Regions from separate parts of the Zea mays genome. Here all the other regions are linked to region 2. A link is a contact called in public Hi-C data. All regions are on one chromosome and are shown on one strand. The core of a region is the stretch at or near the end of the contact, and the rest is flanking DNA. Distances in the headings are between cores, read along the strand shown.

What was found. Hi-C and Micro-C count contacts between places; a contact is called where the count stands out from the background.
Region 1: a contact with region 2 is called in a Hi-C map of leaf, with 8 times the contacts expected there. The contact joins the enhancer-like site here to the promoter of LOC100274139 in region 2. A contact is called at or near these places in 7 of 25 Hi-C or Micro-C datasets (bundle sheath, ear and leaf).
Region 3: a contact with region 2 is called in a Hi-C map of tassel, with 2.1 times the contacts expected there. The contact joins the enhancer-like site here to the promoter of LOC100274139 in region 2. A contact is called at or near these places in 2 of 25 Hi-C or Micro-C datasets (ear and tassel).

What each region holds. Positions count from the first base shown.
Region 1 is chr9:62,786,173-62,790,045 of Zm-B73-REFERENCE-NAM-5.0, reverse strand. No RefSeq gene overlaps it. Among protein-coding and RNA genes, the nearest start is that of LOC103640019, 74 kb to the left of the region's middle. Within about 2 kb of position 1,410, at least 14 of the 20 cell types and tissues checked have an H3K27ac peak or open chromatin away from gene starts, as enhancers often do. A contact at or near this core is called in bundle sheath, ear and leaf, where this site is marked.
Region 2 is chr9:62,608,215-62,611,893 of Zm-B73-REFERENCE-NAM-5.0, reverse strand. It overlaps LOC100274139, which reads left to right and starts at 2,396. Exons shown (of 8, transcript NM_001148517.1): 1 at 2,396-2,529; 2 at 3,434-3,517; 3 at 3,643-3,679. The coding sequence starts at 2,479.
Region 3 is chr9:62,839,383-62,843,049 of Zm-B73-REFERENCE-NAM-5.0, reverse strand. No RefSeq gene overlaps it. Among protein-coding and RNA genes, the nearest start is that of LOC103640019, 21 kb to the left of the region's middle. Within about 2 kb of position 1,554, at least 20 of the 20 cell types and tissues checked have an H3K27ac peak or open chromatin away from gene starts, as enhancers often do. A contact at or near this core is called in ear and tassel, where this site is marked.

The sequences.
Region 1 (3,873 bases), core at 161-2,660, 180 kb before region 2:
AGTTGAACAACTTTCATGAGTGGAGATGTCCAAGTTTTATAGGAAAAATTGGAGTAAACTGCTGAAATTCAGTTTTGGTGCAATTTGGAATTTGCTGAAAGTAATGTCAATTGGCTAACTTTGGGCTGTTATAACTTTTGGCTTCTAGACAATTTTGTGCTAGGCACCGTAGCAAAGTTGTGGGGCTACCTTAGGTGTACAAACTTGTTTAAGTTACTTAACCCTAAAGTCATATGGAATTAGGAGTAAAACTGATCAAAAGAGGGGCTGACAGGTTTGGATTTCAGACTTGGTGTAATTATCCAAGTCTGAATTTCAGTGTGTCTCGCTCAACTTTGGAGCTTTGTGGTGATTGATCTATATGGTTTTCGACTGCAATTCCTGTAGCAAGTTTGAAGACCATATGTTGGTGTGCAAGTTTAGTCAAAGGTCATACCCCTAAAGCTACTTGGAACTTGGAGAAAAGGTGGTCCAAATTGGAGCTGTCAGACTTGTGATTTCCGGACTTTGATTCAGAAATTGAAGTGAAGTTTCAGCATTTTTAGCAAACTTCAGATCTCTGTTGTGATAAACTTCTGATGTTATGGCCTGCACTATCCAGAGCAAAGTGTTAGAGGGTAATGTGGTGAGTAATTTTCATTGAGGTGGATCCCCCTGAACTAGCCTTGAAATAGGAGAAAATAGTGTCTAAAAACATGCTGTCGGACTCCAGATTTCAGACTTAGTTCAGTTGTAAGAAACTGAATTTCAGGGAGTTTTGCTCGAGTTTGGAGCTTTCTTGTGGCTAATTTTTGGAGCTATATACTATGGTTTCTTTAGTAAAGTGAAAGACCATACAACAGTGAATAAGTTTTCTTAAGTAAGTTTGATTTGGTGCTTCAAAAAAATTGGAGTAAACTGTGCCCAAAATCTCCCTGTCAGGTGTTGAGTTCAGTTTGGTTTCAATTGGCTGAATCTGAATTTTAGCGTTTCCAACCCACTTTGGAGCACTATAACTTTTGATCCATGAGCATTTGGTCTATGGTTCCTGCAGCAATTTTGTAGAGCTATATTTTGTCAACAAGTTTGGTTAACGGAGATCTCCCTTTTACCACTAAAACTTGTGAGTAAATTAATCTCAAAGTTGCTCCGTCAGATAGGATGCGCTGAACGCAGTCTTAGTAAACTGGATTTCTGTGATTTTTGGTCCAACTTTTGGAGCCTTCTGTCTCTCTATTCCTTGTCTGATCGTTTAAGTAAAGTTGGAGGGGTATAACAGTGATCGACTTTGCTTTAAGGAGCTCGACTCGTTGTATGTTAAAAAAAAACTTTCTCTTATCCTCCCACCACCACTCCTTTTCCTTATCCTTTATGCGCTTGGGCTCAACGCGTGTGCAGACACGCGGGCTGCGTGGACTGGCCGTCGTGCCCAGCCACCATCCGCCGCCTGACTGCCTCGACTAGTCAGCTTTGCTGCCGACTAGTCTCGGTCTCATCTCCTCCGGTCGAGCGCGCAGACTTTTCACTAGCTTGTCCCTCCCACGTCGCCCTCCCTATTGCATAAGCTAGCGGTCTTGTCTTCAGATCTTGGGCGTTAGAGTTGTCTCGTTCTTCCTTGTCCTCACCAGGAACTACTGTCGTCTTGCTGCTAGCTTCGCAATCGTCGTGGCGGTGTCACCTTGCCCATCAACGCTCGGCGCTTTCCCCTCTCTTCTCCACCGACACTCGAAGATGTAGCAGCAGTTCGCTGGAGCAGCTCCAGCCCTCTCGGCATCGCTTTCCTGCGGAGCAGCGTCCTGTGCCGTCACCTCCCTCTCGCGTCTAGGCTTTGGTTCCTAGCCGCGCCTGGTCTTGTGCCATCTTCACCCCGCCGTGGCGCCCGCGCCCGCTCGGTCTTGCCTAGGCATCCTGCGCCACCGTGCCGTCGCGCGCTGCTGTGAGCTCCACCAGCACGCGCCGTCCTCGCTGCGACTTCGCACGCCTGTCCCTCACGCCTCCCCTCCTCAAGCTGCAGCAGCACCAACATCCCCCCACTTGAAGCCACTGCCATCTCCAAGCTCCGTAAAGAAGTGTACATCGAAGAGAAATTTGCTCCGGTATCTGAATACCTAATGGTGGAGTTTTATCTAACTACTTACCAGAGTAGAAGGGTTTCAGGATCTTCTTCTGCAATAAGGCAAGCCCCATGCATTTACCACCTTCCTTGTATTTATAAAAATTTTATCACTTATATGATGCATTAGGTGATAGAAGTTAATTGATTAAACACCTGATGCATTACCATTCCTTGAAAGAATTGATTATCATAACTTATCACCTGTTTTATAAAAGCTAGAGATGCTTAATCATGCGGATAGATTAAAAAATGTTTTTGATCTATGACTCATAATTTCCAAAAGAAAATTTGCTTGGGATAATGAATGCATCATCTGCAGTGATAAATTCATTATCCAGGCATGACCCCTCTGTCAGGTGCCAAATGTTTTGAGAAATAGCATAAGTAAACTTGAGGCCGGGCGGTTGACTTGCACCAGAACAGAGTCTGGTTGTAGGGTCTTCGTCTGTGTCGATTAAGGACCGTACCGATTGTAGGCCTGTTGATCTAGGACCTTTTAGCTGACCACATACCTCGTCATGGTTAAGCCTGAACCCGGCTATTCCATACGTGAAATAACAACCGCGCACTGGGCGTGGGAGATGGTGGGAGTAGCAGTTATCCTCCTGGCAAGAGGCTGGATGGTAGGGTAATGTGCTCCCGGGTAGCGCGGACCAGTTCATGTAGTGGAGGATCCATGGGAATGGTTGATATATGCAAGGGTTAAGTACTACATATGTCGTGTGGTTAGAGATCCCCAGTTGGGTATTAATCGATTCGGATCGTCGTTACTTTTCGGATATGAAGACTGGATTGCTGCCCTTCATCGTAGATAACAAGCAAAATAAAATTTGGATTTTAAAAGCAACCTAGTGTAGGTCAAGTGAATGATCTAGATTAGGAAAATGCTAGATTCAGGCTAGAAGATTCAGGTAATAAACTAACTTGTGAAATAAAACTTGGATTAAGGACCCACTTCTAGTAAGCTTTTATGCAAAATGAGTCCTTGAACTTTGATGAGCTTTACCTTGATTCTCAAAAGCCAGCATACCCTTGAGAGTCTTTTCTTTAGTCGGGTAAGTCTTGCTGAGTAATTGCGTACTCAAGGTTTTATCCCTTGTTGTTTTGTAGGAGAAGTTTTATTCCCTTATCTTTGGGTTAGTTACTTCATGTGGATGACTTGAAGCTTAGAATGTTTATGTATATATCTTATGGAAAGGCTTCACCCTTCCAATTATTGTAATAAGTTATGCACTTCGAGTACTATCAGGACTTGTAATAAATACATCTCTTTCTACCATTTAAAACTTGAGTTCTGGAATGTAAAGTATACTTTGTAAATGTCTTCCGCTCTATCTCCAATGTGTGTGTATCAAATGTGATTACTGTAATATACCTGTTATGTGGGAGATCCTTGGGATGATGAGTTCCAGTTGGCAAACTCGATAGCCTTGTTAAGTTACCTGGTACACGTGCACAGCCATCCGAGGCCAGTAAGGCAAGAATTGGTGCATGTGGGCCTCATAACTTGGGAGGGTTGTCACAGAGAAAACCATCAGGATGTGCAAAGTCAAATGGGGTCACCACTCAGAAGAAGAAGCAACCTGGGTAAGAGAAGATGAATTGAAAGCCAAGTACCCTGAGCTCTTTTCTATCCAGCCCTGAATTTCGAGGGCGAGATTCTTTTAAGGGGGATAGGTCTGTAACACCCTGATTTTGGGGTATAAAACTTCTTTCTAATTATCACCCAAAATCATGTGTTACTCTTCCTTTTCTCACTCTAGGCTTTCTCTCTCTCT
Region 2 (3,679 bases), core at 1,147-3,646:
TATTAGGGATGTTCATCATTCAGGCGCTATCCAATCTCTGATGCTATGTGCTATGTAATAATGGCATAATCCCATCGGCCGCTTAGTAAGCTAGCTTGTCTATTACTCCTTTCATTCTTTTTATTGGTTTAGTTTAAAATGAACTAGCGGGCGATAAATATTCGAAAACAGAGCCAATATTAAATTAAATTAAAATTAGGTCACTAATTTGCATCAACAAGAAAAACAAGAAAGAGAGCTATCAACAGGAACTAGAAGAGCGTATCATTTCACTTATTGCCTCATTGTTTGGTAAGCAGGCAAGTCTATTCCAGTGCATGAACATGGTCACTTGTGTCGTGCAGTATTACATTTGTATTTTGCAAGAGTTTAGGAGAAAGACTGTATTTATATCTACAGTCAGTAAAAACTGTGTAACTTACTCGACCGTAGATGATGCGTGTCAGAAACAAGGATGTGGTGCATGATGCTAATGTTTAGCTCTGTTGTATTCTACTAGTATCTAATGCGCGCCCTACGCGTGGTATTTTTTATATTCCTATCAAAATTTATATATAAAATAAAAAGGAAGAATGATATATATATATATATATATATATATATATAGGTATTGTTATAACACAACTTTGTTATTTTTTATGATTAAACTGAAGATACGATGATATGCATACCAATTTGAAGTTATGCATTATTGAAAATATATATGTTGCAATGATCCGTTATCTTCAGAAAGCAGGTAGCACAATGTAAAGGATAACTATACGTGCATGTATTATACCTAGTTACAAAACAATAAGATGCTAAAGAAGGAGATTAAAAAGGGTCTTATGCCAAATGAACACAGGAAGACAAAGAATCCATCGAAATAGACAATTGGTGCCAAGGCATCAATTAGCAGCCAAACATTTATTTTATTTTTTTTTGGATGCGAAGGGCGGCGAGCTTATTTTCCAATCATCCATTCAACGCAATGGATGTGCTCACAAACTTTCTTTTGATGTACACGAACTTATAATGGTCTACGATGCAAAACTTGTGTAAATGTTCTAGGTCCTTTGTGCTAAAAGGATTTAAAAGAAATAAGGTTGAAGTACTATAATAAACTACTATCAAGTGATGAACAAATTGAAACAGATTAGACATCCTAAGCGTCATATAACACAGTTTTTCCATTTTTAGGCAGCGCCAAATCAGCAAGCAAGCTTTGTTTTTGGGCACCAAAGGCAGCAAGCTAACATTATAGAGTGATTAGATTACATTCATTACATATTTTGTTGGGAACAAAGCATGGTTAGAACATACGAGCCTTTTCATGTCACTTTCAACAACACAAAACAATAAAAACATTGGCCAACGAGGGCTAGGTCAGTTGTAAGTGCTTCTTTTTTCTCTCCAAAACACAGCTGAATATGGATGCGTGGAAAACATTATATTCTAAGGTGGACCAAGGACAAATTTGAGATCGTTAGTTTTTCTCAAAAAATAGAGAGAACAACTCTTTCAGAACCCTTTATCGAAAGAGGCATCTTTGTCGGGCTCCTACTTCCATACCAAATGCAGCACCTTTTCCCACCCATGGAATCGATTCACTTGGATTCACATTTACTACAACTCTTACAATAACTGAAACCGAGGAAATGCAAAACGCATGGTCGCGCGGTGGAGGAGACAAACAACAGTACCTCAATGGTGGCGAGCGGGGCCTTGTTGAGCCGTTTGAGGTGGTTACGCACCTGGTGCCGTCGCATGTAGCTGCCAACGGCACTGCCTCAGCGTCAGTGGCTGGCCTCCGGTATTCCCTGCCGCCTCCGCTCCGTCGAAGAAGAGCGCTGCCACCAGGCTAGCGGAACAAAGCACGTCCCCGTCGCTGCCATTGATTCAGTTTCAGTGCCACTCCCCATCCGAGCAACCGAAACGACGATGGTCATACAAACGGGTTTTCTTTTTTCCAATCGCGTCTTCTAGAATGCTTCCGTCGTGTGGAGAAGCCAAAATTCGTCCTATCCTGGGACGATGGCTGTTGAAGGAGCACTGGCCGTTAAAGGAGAATCGTGTGACTGAGGTGAGAAAGGATGACGTGGACACACAGAAGTTCAGTTTTCCGTCCGTCTTTGATATATAGAAATTCTTCTAAACTTACTAGCTACTATTTACATTCTAGATGTTGTATATATTATATGTTTTTTGTACGGTACACTTGCATTCGTTCCTATTTCACTCTCCCTCTCACTGGTTTTTTCGAATATTTTGTACGTGGTTGCAAATTAAATTAAGAGCAACTACCTACTAATCTATAGTTATTTTGGCAGAATTGAATGTAGTAGCCTCGTAGGGCCAACATGACCGAACTCAAAATGTGCAGCCCACCTCCAATCCCGTAGAAGATAGTGCTGCCCTGCCGAATGCCGCCCACCTCCAATCCCGTAGAAGACAAAGAGAGAGGGAGAGAACTGGACGGCGGCGGCGGCGGAGACGACGATGCAGTGGTACTTGGTGGCCGCGCTCCTCACCATCCTCACCAGCTCCCAGGCAATCCCCCAAACCCTACATATTTCGTCGATTCCCCTTCCTTGCTTTTTGGTTTGCTTCGATTACACCATAGTGTCTTAGATCTGTCGCCAAGCTGGGATTGGTTGTGAACTTTCGGTTGCTTCCCATTTGGGTCTTTGATGAGATGCACTGTGGATTAGGCGTCCTAGGTTGCTGGATCGGCAGTTTATGTTTTCGAGCGGAGTCGCCATACCCTTTGTGAAGAAAGACGCGGTTCAGATGACTCGTGATTGTTACCCTGGATTCCAGGGCAGATTGATTGTCGTCGAGAAGCTTGGTATTGGTTATCTGGTGAGATACATGGGATGATTTGGTGGAATTGTGGAATGAGAAATGACATGCTTGTGATGCTGTGCTGTGGAAATCTCTCTCAAGTGAGGGAACATGATCATGTGCAGGACTGCAGACTAGAGCTAAGGACTTTTGGCAGCATCAAGCCATGGTTAAACAGGATTGGAAAGTTGCACAACAACAACAACAAAGCTTTTTATCCCAAACAAGTTGGGGCTGGCTAGGATTAAAAATCCAATAGAACCCACAAGTCAAAGTTTGGAGACATGGATAACTGATTTTCATGCACTTCTATTCAACACTCTTTTTTTTGTATATCCCATCCTTTCAAGTCTTCTTTTACTGCCTCTTCCTATGTCAACTTGGTTCTTTCTCCCCCTCCCTTCCAGGGACGGAGCCAGAAAAAAACCCTCTCTGCTCTCTTCTTATTGCTATTGTGCCGTAGAACCCACTGCACGCTGATGTCTCTGGAGGTCTTCGTTGGACATGTTTAAACCATCTCAACCAATGTTGGACAGGCTTGGAAAGCTGCACATGATTTGTTTTAGATTTTTAGTTCCAATGTGTCTAATCAGCTTATCTATATATGCAGGGAATATTGACCACCCTTTCCCAGAGCAATGGCAAATACAATTATGATTATGCCACAATTCCTTTTTTAGCTGAGCTCTTCAAGGTAAATAATTTATATTTAATCTTTGATAGCCTCATACCCATTTTTAATCATAATGATGAATACATGTGTAGACGGTGCAGTGGTTCATCATTTATTGTGCTAACATTGCGCTATTCTTGGTGCAGTTATCTGTCTCAGGCTTCTTCCTCTGGAAGGAATGCC
Region 3 (3,667 bases), core at 305-2,804, 230 kb before region 2:
GGAAACCAATTATGTCCCATCAAATTAACCTGAGCATGTCACAGTGATTAACATGAACATTATTGGGTAAAGAAAAGTGATCAAGGGCACAACTTGCCTTAGACTTGAGATTCCAGGTACAAGGTTGGTCTTCAAGTGACTCGTAACCTCATTGCTAATCGTAGCAATACAAACAAACATGGTATAGGAAAAATTAACATCACACTAAACATAAGCTCAAGCTGCATAATAATATTCTACGTGTTGTAATGAGATCATAGGTTCGAGAACCACTAAATTCGGAGCTACGGTTATAAAGTTATGATTTTCTGAAGATTTAGAAGTGGGGTACAAAAGAAATTATGTGCATAATTTTAATTTAGGTTTCATAACAAAAAAAGTTACCAGGGGATAAACAATATTATTATGGATCTAATGCAACTGGAATGGATCAAAAAGGAGTTAAAATGCAGAAGATACAAAATAAACAAGTTATAATAATTATTTTCATACTAGAATTCATCTCTATATTTCTTTTATTCCAGATGGACAACACATGGTATTGTAAATAAGATCAGGGTTGGTTTTATAATATTGTGGACCTAATAGCTCTATTCTATACACACACCCGTACTGCGGGTTGATACTAACAAAACACAACACGGGGTCACTTTAGCATAATGTCCCCGCCAAAGGGGTATCATTACTTCTGGGCCGCTCAATCAGAAACCGGTGGCAAAGATTAGGTTCTAACCGTTATGCGCTCCAGTTCGCAGGATCGAAGATCAACAGTTACAGTTTAACGAAACACAGATCTAATCCTACGTGCCCGATCCGAATCGAACGGCACCGATTTATTGTGTGAAGGGGGTATACATCTTGTAATCCTAGCCGCCGTTAGCTGATTGAACGACCATGATTTAAAATACCTAGATTAATTCTCGTGCGTTCATCAAAGATCTACTATCCTGATTCACTCTCCTCCCCGACGGCCGACAGCGGCGGTGGCGCGCGCATACCTGCGGTAGAGCCATGGCTAGCGCGCGGCCAACACCGATTCCGACCCACAACTTCGAGAATTTATGATGCAACGTGAGTAGGAGGTCGAGGCGAACAATATGGGTGGGGAAATTTTACCAAAGGAGACGGTGGGCGCAAGGCTGTCCTCGACGTCGCGACGGAAATGACCTCCGGCGAGAAATCCCCAGTAACCTCGTGCTTTTCCGACCACCGCAAACCACACTCGTGGACAACGAACCTCGACGACACACCCTAGCCCCTTTAATTTCACCGAGTAGCACGCAGTCGTGAGCCCGAGGCGGAGCCGCCAAGTTCCTGGCAGAAGGACATCCTTTCTCTCTCTCTGGAAATCGACGACTGAGGAACGGCGAAGGAATGGGATAGAAGGCCATGGCGCACGAATTTTATGGCCCAGGGGACGACGGTCTCTGCAATCTCTAGATGGAGTTTGTTGGCGGACGCGAGATCCACGTGGTCTGTTGAAAGCTTAGCTCGCGGATAGGGGAGAAGGGCGCCTGACACGGGGGTCCCGCAGGTAAGCCATCCAATGTGAGGGGAACGAGCCCGACCCACGGGGTCCACCTGCTAGTGGCTACCAGGCGCGCATGACATGCCCCAGGACGGGCTGGTGCGAAAGTGAGAAAAAATAGTATTTGGGGTGGTTAGGGAATTAGGCCGGGCCGGTGCGGTTTTCCTTTCCCCCTTTCTTTTCCCTTTTTCTTTTCTATTACCTTTTTCTTTTCTATTTTCCAATTTGAAATATCCAAACCAAATTCAAATTCATGTTTTGAACTTCCAATTTTCAAATATAAAATGCATCCCTAATGAGGATATAACATCCACTATTTGCATTAATATTATTTTCTTTCTCTAGTGTATATTTTTCTTTCCTTCCCTTCCCATTTTTTTCTATTTCCATTTTCAAATTCTAATTTCCTAATTTAAACTTGTCTCACAATTTGAATACAAATACAAAAATGCAAGAATTTCATCATGAGGTGCATATTTTTGTATTTATTTATTTTATTATTTTTCCCTTCTACCAACTTTGGGCTTTACAAATCCTATCCCCTTAAAGAAATCTCATCCTCGAGATTAGTAAGAAAAAGGATGTATCCCCATCTTGTCTCAAAACATATGCACAAACAAAAATCTCAGCATGATGCATGACTTATTAGCAAAACATAGGGTCAAATAGACTGTTGGGGGCCTTCCTCTCCCGAAGGTCCTCAAAAACGTGACTGACTATATGTTTTCAGTATGATATGGATTATTACAGAGGGGCTTCGGCTTCAGGATGAAGGTTTTCTCTCATGACAAGGTGAAGATATTACCCGAAGGTGATAAGAATGAATGATGGAGCTATAGCCGGATAGCTTCGGTTTGACGTGATGACGAAGACCAAGTATGATGAGGGCTGAAAAGGGATGAAGACTATCCAATCCTTAATGATTCGTATTATGGTCATAGATAAATATCAAGGGCATAAATGTACTTTTACCTGGGTTGCGTCCCGTGACTATAAATAGATGAACAGTAGCACCGTACTGTTCACACTGAATGGGGATCACTCTCTCGCTCTCCACATTCAAGTAAGCCGAAGTTATTAATGTAATAGAAATGATGTTAATATTCATGCGTGTTTTATGGAATATAAATGTGCATGAATTAATGAGATGCAGTTAGTGCCTTCATCCTTTTACATTCTTGTACATATTAAATGATAAAGGTATGTCCTTCTCGACTTTCGTCCAACAGGCATTATACTCATGTGGGAATAATGCTTCGAAAGACAAAGGTCTATAATTAATTAACAATTGTGTTGTCTTGTTCTTGATCCACAGTATTTGAGAACAAGTGCACAACATAGACCTTATTATTATATTATTCCTAAAATAGTAAATATTAGCTACTAACTAAAGTAGTGTTTAAGTCTTACAAATAGTACTCCTAATAAAAATATAAATATATATATTTATATTTACTCTAATCTTGCTATTCATTGCCTTCTTCACCAACTTCCTCGTTCCTCAACTGGCACTTCATCCTGGTTTTCGGGCTCACCACGTTTAGCTTCTGCTTCCACATGGTTGACTTGACCCCGATTGATAGATAAAGGCTGACTCTTGCCTCCCGATGCTTGACCTTGCTTCATCAGAGCTGGAGTAGTATAAGCAGCCCTGTTAGGCCAGTAGTTGGCATAGTGTACTGCCTGTCCACACTTGAAGAATGACCTGCTTGTGGATGTATTAGGAGCAATAGATCCAGCTGGAGTGCTTGCTTGAGGAGGAGTAGATTGGGTCTGTTGAGTTTGTTGCCTGGAACTACCACGAGCCGGTGTACTTTGAGGCGTAGTATAACGGGGACTGGAACTACTTCCTGTAACACCCCAGGTGTTACTTAGGGTTTCTCCTCAGTACCTACATCTGTGACCTGTTATCACATGTGGTTTAGTTTGAGCAAAAGGCACCAAACTTGAGCCAAGCCTTAACCAAGTCTTTATCGCCCTAAGAGATCATGCCTTAACCATATCAAGCTTAGGAAGAGGGTGAAGTGCCGAAACCCTGAAGTTCCCCTCTTCAGGACATTAGAGCACCAAAGAAAAAATCAATAAAAAGGCTAAGTAAATCACTTTGTCAGGACTTGGGCTAATTATAGAAGTTGTAGT